Regions from separate parts of the Oryctolagus cuniculus genome. Here region 2 is linked to region 1. A link is a contact called in public Hi-C data. All regions are on one chromosome and are shown on one strand. The core of a region is the stretch at or near the end of the contact, and the rest is flanking DNA. Distances in the headings are between cores, read along the strand shown.

The links. Hi-C and Micro-C count contacts between places; a contact is called where the count stands out from the background.
Region 2: a contact with region 1 is called in a Hi-C map of an unstated tissue, with 3 times the contacts expected there. The contact joins the enhancer-like site here to the promoter of OXTR in region 1. A contact is called at or near these places in 2 of 6 Hi-C or Micro-C datasets (ear pinna and an unstated tissue).

What each region holds. Positions count from the first base shown.
Region 1 is chr10:117,760,731-117,765,721 of mOryCun1.1, reverse strand. It overlaps OXTR (oxytocin receptor), which reads right to left and starts at 2,643. Exons shown (of 2, transcript NM_001195839.1): 1 at 1,707-2,643. The coding sequence starts at 2,643.
Region 2 is chr10:117,812,612-117,817,602 of mOryCun1.1, reverse strand. No RefSeq gene overlaps it. Among named protein-coding and RNA genes, the nearest start is that of SSUH2, 7.1 kb to the left of the region's middle. Within about 2 kb of position 2,217, at least 1 of the 8 cell types and tissues checked has an H3K27ac peak or open chromatin away from gene starts, as enhancers often do.

The sequences.
Region 1 (4,991 bases), core at 1,394-3,893:
GCGAAGCCCCCGGGCCTCGTGCCTGCCTCCTGGCCCAACGCCTGGTGGGTGTCGGCTGCCCCCAGGGTGGGTGCTCACTTCCCCCCTCCAAGGTTTGTCTTGTTGGAGGGAGACTCTGCCCTGTTCCCCCTGTGTCACCTCCCTCACACCCACTCTGTCCCGTCTCCTATAGCTCCCCCCACCCCATACTCTATGGCTTTAACAAGCACTGGTGGAGATGCCCGTGCAGAGGAACCTGGCACACATCTGTGAGCAGGACAGGAGGGATGGGACCCTCCAAGTCCACAGGCTCCTCACCCCTGGACACCCCATCTATTGTCCAGGAGGCTCTGCTGCGACCCCCGACTGACCCACCCCCCTCCTCAGCTGCCTGGATGCCTAAAGCCAACTCCAAGAATGCACACCAAACTTTGAACATGTAGGCTAGAGCAGGCGAGAACAGTGACGAGGGCCAGGTGGCCCCAGGAGCCACGGCCACGCCCTTTCACCCTCACAGCCCCACGGGGCAGACTCTGCTACCTCATCACCCAGGGCAGAAACTGGGGCTCAGACAGGTGATGTAACTCGCTCCAGGACACACCGTCTAGGGTGGCAGAGAAGCCTCCAAACCCCAGCCGGCTGGGGGCCCACACTGCCCCTGCACATGTGCCTGGGGGGTCCAGGGGTCCGGGCCAGGCAGGAAGTGTCCCTGATCCCTTGCAGTGTCGGTGTGGCGCCCACCGCACCCTGTTCTTCCTGGGAGGGTTCTCACTGCCTTCGCTGGTCTGGCCCTGACAGCCCTGGGTAGGGCGTGGCCGGGGGCTGCACAGCGGCGGTGTCAGGCTAGGTTCAGTGAATATCGAACAGCAGGTGGCCCGGCCACCAACACTCTGCTCGTGTGAGCGGGGGGGGGGGGGGGGGGGGGGTGTATGTGGCTTCCTGCAGGGATCAGAGCAGGGTGAGCACAAAGCAGCTCCAACTCTTAGGGCCAGCTGCCAGGCTCCAGCCACAAGCACCCGAGCCCGGGGTGCTCTCTGACTTGGCCCAAGAACTGGAGCCCCACCGCGAGCCCTGTCCTCAGCTGCCCTCCAAGCTGGAAGGCACATCCCCACCCCCCGAGACCACCTGCCGCCCCCCCCCCCCCCGTGCCGGCAGGTACCTGCCCAGCTCCCTCCTCTTGCCGCAGGTCGAAGCAGTGCCCTTCCTGGGCACCCGGCCCTGAGGCCTCCAACCCGCCAGCTGAGGTCTCGGGGTTCTGCTCTTTCTCCAGCGGTGCCTTCCAGGTCCCTTCTCAGCGCCTGGCTGGATGTCCGGCTCCCCCTTCCCAGGCTGCCCTCACCCCAACCCTAAAAGCGCCGGCTCCACTGAGGATGGACTTAAAGCCGGAGCTTGAGCAAGGTGTGGTTGGAAACTTACCTGCCCCACTGCTTAGCCCGGCCGGGCAGAGGGGTTACCTGCACCTCCTGGTCCTCAACCATGCGCAGCCCCCACCCGGCCAAGCAAGGGCTTCACCCGTGTTTTTCCCCCACTGCGTGGCGGGGTGTGGAACGTTCATTGCCACTTGACAGAGCGGTGAGTTGAAGCTCAGCTCATCCACCAGGAGCCTAGTACAGCCGGGACTCAGAGCCGCCTGCCCCAGCACAGGGGGGTCCCCGCCTGTCCCCGGGAACCCTGCAGGCCCCGCCCACCAGCTCCCTCCACCAGGTCCCTGGTGCGCCAGGCGCTACCTTCCTTGGGCGCGTCAGCATCCCAGACGCTCCACATCTGCACGAAAAAGAATGGCGTCCAGCACACGATGAAGGCCAGCACGATGATGAAGGTCATCTTGACCGTGCGGATCTTGGCCTTGGAAATGAGCTTCACGCTGCTGACCCGCGCCAGGGCTGCGCGCTCTGCGCCGCCCGCCGCCGCGGCAGCCGCTGCCCCCTCGGGCCCCGCGGCCGCCGCGGCCGCCGCCAGCGTCTTGAGCCGCAGGTTCTGCCAGATCTTGAAGCTGATGAGGCCGTAGCAGGCGGCCAGCACGATGACGGGCACGATGTAGACGGCGAGCGTGATCCACGTGACGTAGGCCTTGGGCCCCCAGGGCTGGATGAAGACCGCCCAGCAGTCAAAGACGCCCTCGGCCACCTCGCGCAGCGAGAAGATGTGCACCTGCGGCGCGCTGGCCACCAGGCAGCCGAGCCACGTGGCGAGCACCGCGAGGCGGTCGGTGCGGCGGCGCAGCGTGCGCAGCGGCCGGCAGATGGCCAGGCAGCGGTCCAGCGACATGAGCAGCAGCATGTAGGTGGAGGCAAACATGCCCACCACCTGCAGGTACTTGACGAGGCGGCACAGCAGGTCGGGCCCGTAGAAGCGGAAGGTGATGTCCCACAGCAGCTGCGGCAACACCTGGAACACGGCCACCACCAGGTCGGCAATGCTCAGGTGCTTCATGAAGAAGAAGAGGCGCGAGTGCTTGTGGCGCGTGGTGCGCAGCGCCAGCAGCACGCACACGTTCCCGCTCAGCGCCAGGAAGAGGATGAGGCACAGCACGGCCACCTCCACGCGCGCTAGGGCCTCGTTGCGCTGCGGCGGCCCGACCGTGCCGTTCTCCGTAGTCCCCGGAGACACCGCACTCGCGCCCACCGCCTCCGTGCTCCAGTTGGCCACCAGCGCGCCCTCCATGCCCACGGCCGCCGCCGCCGTGTGCGCCCCCGGCCTTCGGGCCCTTTAAGTTTGTGGCGCCCGACAGCAGCCCCCGAGGGCCCGGGGCGCTCCGGCCCCTTTTCCGGAGACCCCGCGGGCCGCTCAGCTGGATCCCGCCCTGAAACAAAGGAGGGGGGGGTCATGAGACGGTGTGCGCATGGGCCGCACCTGTCCCCAAATAACCGGGGAGTTCAGGGCATAGCTGCCACCCCACAAGTCCCCTCTGAGAAAGCCCTGAGCCGCTTCCATTGGGGAGGGGGCATCCTTTGGGACTGGGGCTCGCACCACAGCGCCCTCCCTAGGGAAGCCCCAGCCCACCCTCGGCTGCTGCATGCGGGGACCCCGCAGCCCTCCACAACAGGACACTGCTAGCAAACCTTCCTCCGGAAATCCCCAGAGAGCCCCGCTTGGGACCTTCGGGTCCAGGACGCTCAGCCCCTCGCGCCCTGAACCTGGAAAACCTCAGAGCCAGCTGGCCCCGCGGGGTTCTTCGGCCACCCTTGGTCTCCGAGGAAGCGGGCGCGCTTCTGTGGCCCCGACCATCGAGCACTCCACATCTCCACCACGCATGCTTTGCACCCTCTCGGGGGACCCTGCGCGCTGCTCCAAGCGCGCAGGGCTCCCCGCCGCCTCCCCTGAGGTCCCAGCCGCCCGAGCGCTGGACCCAGCTACCTTGCACCGCGTCCGTCCGCAGGCTATCCTCGAGGTGGCGGCACGGGGACTTGGCCCCGATGGACGTGTGCGTTCCCTGCCGGGGTTGGGAAGGCTGCGGCAGGCGCCCTCAGGGGATTCCGTGCAGGGATCCCGAGGCGCGGCTGGAAGCCCCTGGCCGGAAGCCCTGCTGGCCGCCGGGTGCGGACGGAGCGCTTGAGGAAGCGCAGCGCGGTCGCCGGTGGCGGCTTTAATGCAGCGGGGCAAGGCTGCGGAGCCACGGGGCCCCGCTAGGGGGCGGGGCCCGGCCGTGCAGACCGCGCTACCCCTGCGCGCCCAGGCTGGTCCCCGCGGCACGGAGCGGGCCGGTCTCGCAGAGCACGCACGTGCGCCCGAGCGGGTGACCACTCGTCACCAACCCGCCCTCTCTCCTCCTCCCTGGGCTCAAGCTCGCGGCGCTTTCGGGGAAGCCGGAGGCTCGGTCGGTGCCTTGCGATATGCTGACAAAGTCGCACCTGCGCGGGGCTGGTCCCACCCCAGCTGCCTTCAGCAGCTCGCTCGCCCGCCTAACGTTGCCCAGCAGAGGGTCGGGCGGGATCTGCAGGAGGCTGGGGCTCGCCAGGCTCCAAAGTGAGACGCAGGAGACAGCCTCGCCACCGCCGCATTTCCCTCCTGCTCCAAAACCCACCCCTCCCCGCACTGATTTGCATTGGCTAACAATGAAGGCAGAAAAAAAAAGCTAGGATTCAAAACTGAACAGTGCTTTTTATTATGTATTAAGTGAGCCATTTCCTCCTGCCATTTCTGTCTCTCTCTTTTAATCATCCGGAGAGAAAACAGAGCCGGGCTGGAGCCGGGAGCGTCCCCAGCGGCCCGGGGTTGGCTCAGGGTCCCCACCCTTGGGAGCTGTATCACGCGTGAACCAAGGAGAGTAATTGACCTTGAGTGCATCCTTTCTTTTCTCTGGGCATCAGTCTGCCTGCAGGTAACCAGAGAATGCCGGCCCAGACAGCCTGTGCGCAGTAAGCCACCTGAATCCACATCGACACCTTTGGCTAAGGAGTGAACAGCCCACAAGAACCCCTGACAGGGAATTTAGGGAGTAAAATCCTGGGCGGGCAGAGCCCAGCCCGCACCTTCTCCTGGCAAAGCCGCTGTTAGGATGCCAAGCAGCCCAGGGGCTCACCTGCGCACAGGTAACAATGCCTGATTCCGGATCACTCAGCAAGAACACGCAGGTCTCACCCGAAAGCTGAGTTCTCTGACCTGCCTTCATCCGATTAAAAAAAAAAATGACAACATGGTCCCTCTCTGCTGAGTTACTTCTCAGTGTGTGCCGAATCCAGGCAGGGAAGGGAGAGGGTCTGTCCTGGGGCTCCCCTGAGAACTCCAACAGCCAGCGAGACCTGCCCCTACCTCCTCACACATCCCCAGGGCGAAGATGAGGAACACACGAGTGGGGGTGGGAGGAGTGCCAGACTGGTCTCACAGCTGGAGGGTAAGGCTCAAGGGTGGGCTCTCCCAGACCCGGAACTAAAAGAGCACTTCTCAGGGAGGTGCAGACGGGAAGGCATGGTGGGGGCAGACGCTGCCAGCCACTGGGAGGCACCGCCGGTGCCTGGGCCATCTCTGATGCTTAACCAACACCCGTGGGTGTGGAACGGCCTGAAACCTGC
Region 2 (4,991 bases), core at 968-3,467, 52 kb before region 1:
GATGGCCCATGTGCCACTCACAGGGGACCTGGAACAAGCTCCTGGCTTTGCTGTGGCTCAGCCCTGGCCGTTGTGGCCATTTGGGGAATGAACCAGAGGGACTTCTGGAACCCCATGGGGAGCAGGGGGCAGTGTGTGTTCGTCCAGCGCCGGAAGCGAGCTGCACCCCTTGGGGCAGAACTGGACAGCCCCAGGGCCAGCGAGTCCTCAGCAAGGCCCATGTCCCACGACCCCAACCTAACATCTATCTCCCCACAGGCCTTTCTGCTCCCCTCCTCCAGCCGCACAACCTGGAGAGCTCGGATCACCCCAATTGCTGCCTCCCCTCTCCACTCTCACCCTAACCTCCACCTCTGTGGCGACTGCCCCATCCAGGCTGATCCACACACCGTGCATCGCCCAGCAGCTCGGCACGGCTGGGCCAGCCATCAGGAGTTGTCCTAAACCCCGCAGCCGACAGGGGACCACCAGGGACAGGGGAAGTGGCGGGTCCTGTACCAGAGACGGAAGAGCAAGAGATGAGGAGGTCATGCACTCACTCGGGCTCCCTGTGGGGTCCCCAGTCACTCCACCCAGGCCACAAGGCCCCTCCTCCTGGCTCTCCCTCCCCCTGCACCTGCCTTCCCCTCCCCCTACCAGGGCTGCGGATGACCTGTGAGCAGGAGAGCAACCCCTGGCCTGGGAAGGCAGCGACGTGACCAGCTCCCAAGGCCTCTGCGTGTTCTCTGCTGCTACCCCTGTAGCTCAGGGTCGCTAACACAGCCACGTCCCACAGCGCGATCTCAACACCCACTCCCACGGGCCACAGCCCCTACCCTAGCACACAGGGCCACACAGGAAAGAAAGGAGAGGGACCAGAAGTCTCTCCGCACTGCACTGTGATCTGATGCCTCCTCTTTCACACCTCCTGTGGCTCCCAAGGACCATGGGGACACACACACATCCCCCACCCCAGCTCCAAACAGCCTTCCTCAGCCTTTCCTAGCTCCAGCCATTGCGACCACCTGGAGAGTGAGCCAGTAGATGGAAGACCTCTCCGTCTCCGCTCTTTCAAATAAGTGAATACGTCTTGAAGGGGGGGAAAAGTGAATGGCTGCCTGCCTCCGAATGCCCATATGTAAACTTCTGTGATTTGCATGTAGACACACACTGGCATCTTTAAAAAGCATAAAAGGAACCGCGCCTACACACCGCTCAGCACCTCTCATCAGGAACAAATGCACGCTGGCCGTCCTGTGCCCCTGCTCACGGCTCCCCCCCACACCGCCCACTGGGGTCAGCGAGCTGCTGCCTTCACGGCCCACGTTGCATTCAGCACGCACTTAGCTGGGGCCAGCTCTGCGCTAGATGCCAGTAACAGAAGACCAAGATGGTGTCCACACACCTTCTGTTTTGTAATCACAAGTCTATGTTTGGATGAGATCCTTAAGATTCTTCGTACATTTTAAGGAAACTGATACATGCTAAAAAAGCAGCGTAGAACAAGGCATGGCGGCCCCCAAGCCCTCAAGGCGACGGTGCAAAGTGAGGGTGCCCTCTGCACCCACAGCCCTGCAGCCCTGTCCCTCTAACAACTCTGAGGTATGAAGGAGTCAGGACAGGCAAGGTCTGGGTCAAGGGCAAGACCAGGACTGAAGCCAGCTCCCCCCAGACCCCAGGAGCAGGCAAGGAGGGAGGGGAAACAGCCCCTGCCTGGGTCCCAACTGCTTCCTCACGGGGTAGCCCTGTGCAACCTCCTAACCCCCTGTGCCTCAGTCTTCACATCAGGAAAATGGGGCTGGTCCTCCTGGAGAGACTCAGATGAGAGCCCGTGCACATGTGTGGGCAGCGCAGGGCCTGGTATCCCCTGTAATCTCTCCACGTGGATGCCAGTGCCATCCATAGGATTGCTTTTCCTCAGGCGGTACTGGGGGACAGCATCGACCCCCAAGGACCCCTGCCAGGCACCCCAGAAATTGGTGAGTAAGAGCTTCTGGTCTCTGCCTGGCTGATGGGACGAGGAAGGGGCGCCCAGCCTCCCTACCAGGGCAGGGCCAGGGCCAGGGCTGTCTGCTTCCTGCTGGCCGGCAGCCACGAGGTCAGGCTGGGTAGGGCGCATTCTTGGGCTCCCCAAGGTAAAAATAGCTCTGCTTTGTTCTGCGCTGCAGCACGCTCTCGGAGCCTGGCAGGCTGCCCACGGCACGGGCAATGCCCAGGCTATTTCAGGCCGCCCCGCCTGTGCCTGCGAGAGCGTCTCCTCCTTCACACCCGCAGGCCCGAAGGAAACTGTGCCTGCTCGGTGCCCCTCCGTGAACCACGGTCATGGCCGTCCACACCGCAGCAGCCATACTCGGACCCAGCCGCCGCGATCCCGGTCAGGAACCCGGCACCTGCAGGCCACGCGGCTGCGGGAAGCCTTGAGTACAGCAGCCCTTGGAGACCTGCTTCCCAGAAAAACACACTGCGGCTCAGAGGAGTTGCACACTTCAACGCCAGCGCCGCGCTGAGATTCAAACCAGGGTCCCCTGACTCCAAAACGCACGCTCACGCCTGCAGCCCCTTCCGCTGACACCTGCTGCGTAGTCACAGAGCCTCCTGGAACCCACCCCACCCCCGTTCTGCTCTCTGACAGGCACTCGTGCTTGGTGCCACCCTGTGCTCTGTGTTCTTACCTGGGTCCATCTGGTCCCCCAGCCTCTCTCCATCCATTGCCTCCCCTCCCCCACCGCGCCCTGCTCTAGCCCCACCTCCTCCAGGCAGCCCTTCCTTGCCCCTCCCCACCAGGACCATGGCGAGCTCTTTCATCCACTCCCACTGGTCTTTTAGCAACTGAAGGGTAGCTGACGGCGACACTGAGCCCCAGGAACCCGGATGTTTGATGACAGGCAGTGAGCCCTGCCTCACCTTCGTCCCGGGGGAGACTTTCTCTCTCTCTCTCTTCCAAATGTGTATGCCATACAAAGCACAGAGCGCAGGGCCCTGTGTGCCGGACACACGGACATGTGGGAGCTCCAGGGGAACTGGTCTGTAGCAGAATCCCGGTAGGCACCTGCTGCGTGCAACACTCCCACCTGTGGTCTCACACAGCCCTCCTGACACCACACACCTGAGTCCCAAGTATCCGTTCAGAACCCTGACTTAGTCTACCCTGGTGCTGACAGCCACACCGCTAACTCCAGCCCCTGCCCCACACCTGCCTTCAAAGACAGGATGTGACAATGTCCCCTGGGCTGCAGGTGGCCCCAGGCTCCAGGGACACCGAATGGGGACAAACCACCCACAGAAAACTGAGACTAATGAATCGCTTTGGAATCTCTCCAAGCGCAAGAGAAGTACCAGGCACCATGCATGCTCATGTTGCTGCCACCACTTAGAAAGGGGTGTGTGTGCTCCCTTCAGAGGCCACCTCAGAGACGGGCTCCTCGTGGGAAGATCGTGGTGGCATTAACAAGGACATCCCGTGCCAGCCCTGCTCCACAGCTCCGCAGTCATGCTCCCTGGCTCATCATGCATGCAGGCGTGCTCCGAGCCTCACCACACCCCCAGCACCAGGATCTGCATCAAGCCCATGTTACAGATAGGAGGGCCAGCGCTCATGGAAGTGAGACGACAGCCTGCCCCGGGCTCCTGGTTCCCATGTCCCGCCGAGGTCTGCGAGATCCATGCCCGAGCTTTACCGGGCTGCATTGTTCTGCTTCCTGGAGCCCTGCAGATGGCCCACCCCTCACATCTTACACAAGAAGGAGCAGAACCTGGGGGGAACTGCAGGGCACACACCGAGCCCAAGGGTGCTGCTGGAATCAAGGCTCCTCCCATAGGACTCGGATCTCTGGGCCCTGGGACTTCGTGAAAAACCAAGACAAAAGGACAGAACAGCGCAGAGAATCAGGAAGCTGTGGGCAGGAGTCAGAGTAGGGTGGGAACCACAGCAGTGGGGTGGGGTGGGGTGGGGTGGGGTAGGGGTGTCTGGGCAGCAATGTCGTTTCCAAGTCTGCTGAGTCAGAGAATTCCAGCCTCCATCAACGCGGGGATGGCCACCAGGGGGCGCTGGGAATGTGCTTTGACAAAGCCCTGGCCAGTAGCAACCCCTCCCTAATTCCCCACCCTGGGCTTCCCATGGGTACCCCAGGGGACACAGGAGGTAGAAGACCCCCAGACAAGCTTATCATTTTTCTTAAAAAAATTATGCCTCTTCTAAGAAAATTCTGTTTTCTTGCAGCTATACGTGGGGAAGAGGGAACTCTGCTTCTAACAGGTGAACAAATTTCTTCCTGGGTTAGAAAGAGAGATTCTTGAAGACCCAGATGACCTGACGCAAGGCACTGGCAGATCCGGGAGCCTGCGGCTGCTGCCGGCCCAGGAAGCACTCACAGCCGTGGGACAGAGTCGGGAGGCCATGGGGACTTCTGCACCTGCTAGAAGGTGACACGAGGTCAAGGGGCATGGGGAGGTGACCTCTCTCATGGCCTCACACTCTTCTTCTTGCAATTTCAGGTTGCAAGGGCTTTCCCACTGGAACGGGCAGCCATGTTGCTCAGCTCCTGGTGTGGGATTCCCACCAGAGTCTTCATGAGTAGATTCCCTTCCCTTAGACTTGGGAACCACACAGCCCACACAGCCACACATGGAGGCCCTGACAGGGAGCACCCACCAACATACCCATCCATCTGTCCACCCACCCACCCATTGACACATCCATCCACCCACCAACCATGCATCCATCAGTCTACCCATCTACCTACCTACCCATCCACCCATCCACTGATGTATCCACCCATCCACCCACCATTCATCCATCTATCCATACACCCAGCCACTAATGCATCCTTCTATCCATCTACTCATCCATCAATCCACCCACTCTACCCATCCACCCATCTACCCATCCATTCATCCACCTACCCATCCCGCCTCCAATATTCCTGAGCAACCGCCTTTCGCCAGGCCCTATGCTAGGTCAGCTTTCTACACACACTGAGCCCCCAGTGCAGGAGGAGAGAGCACATGTGACC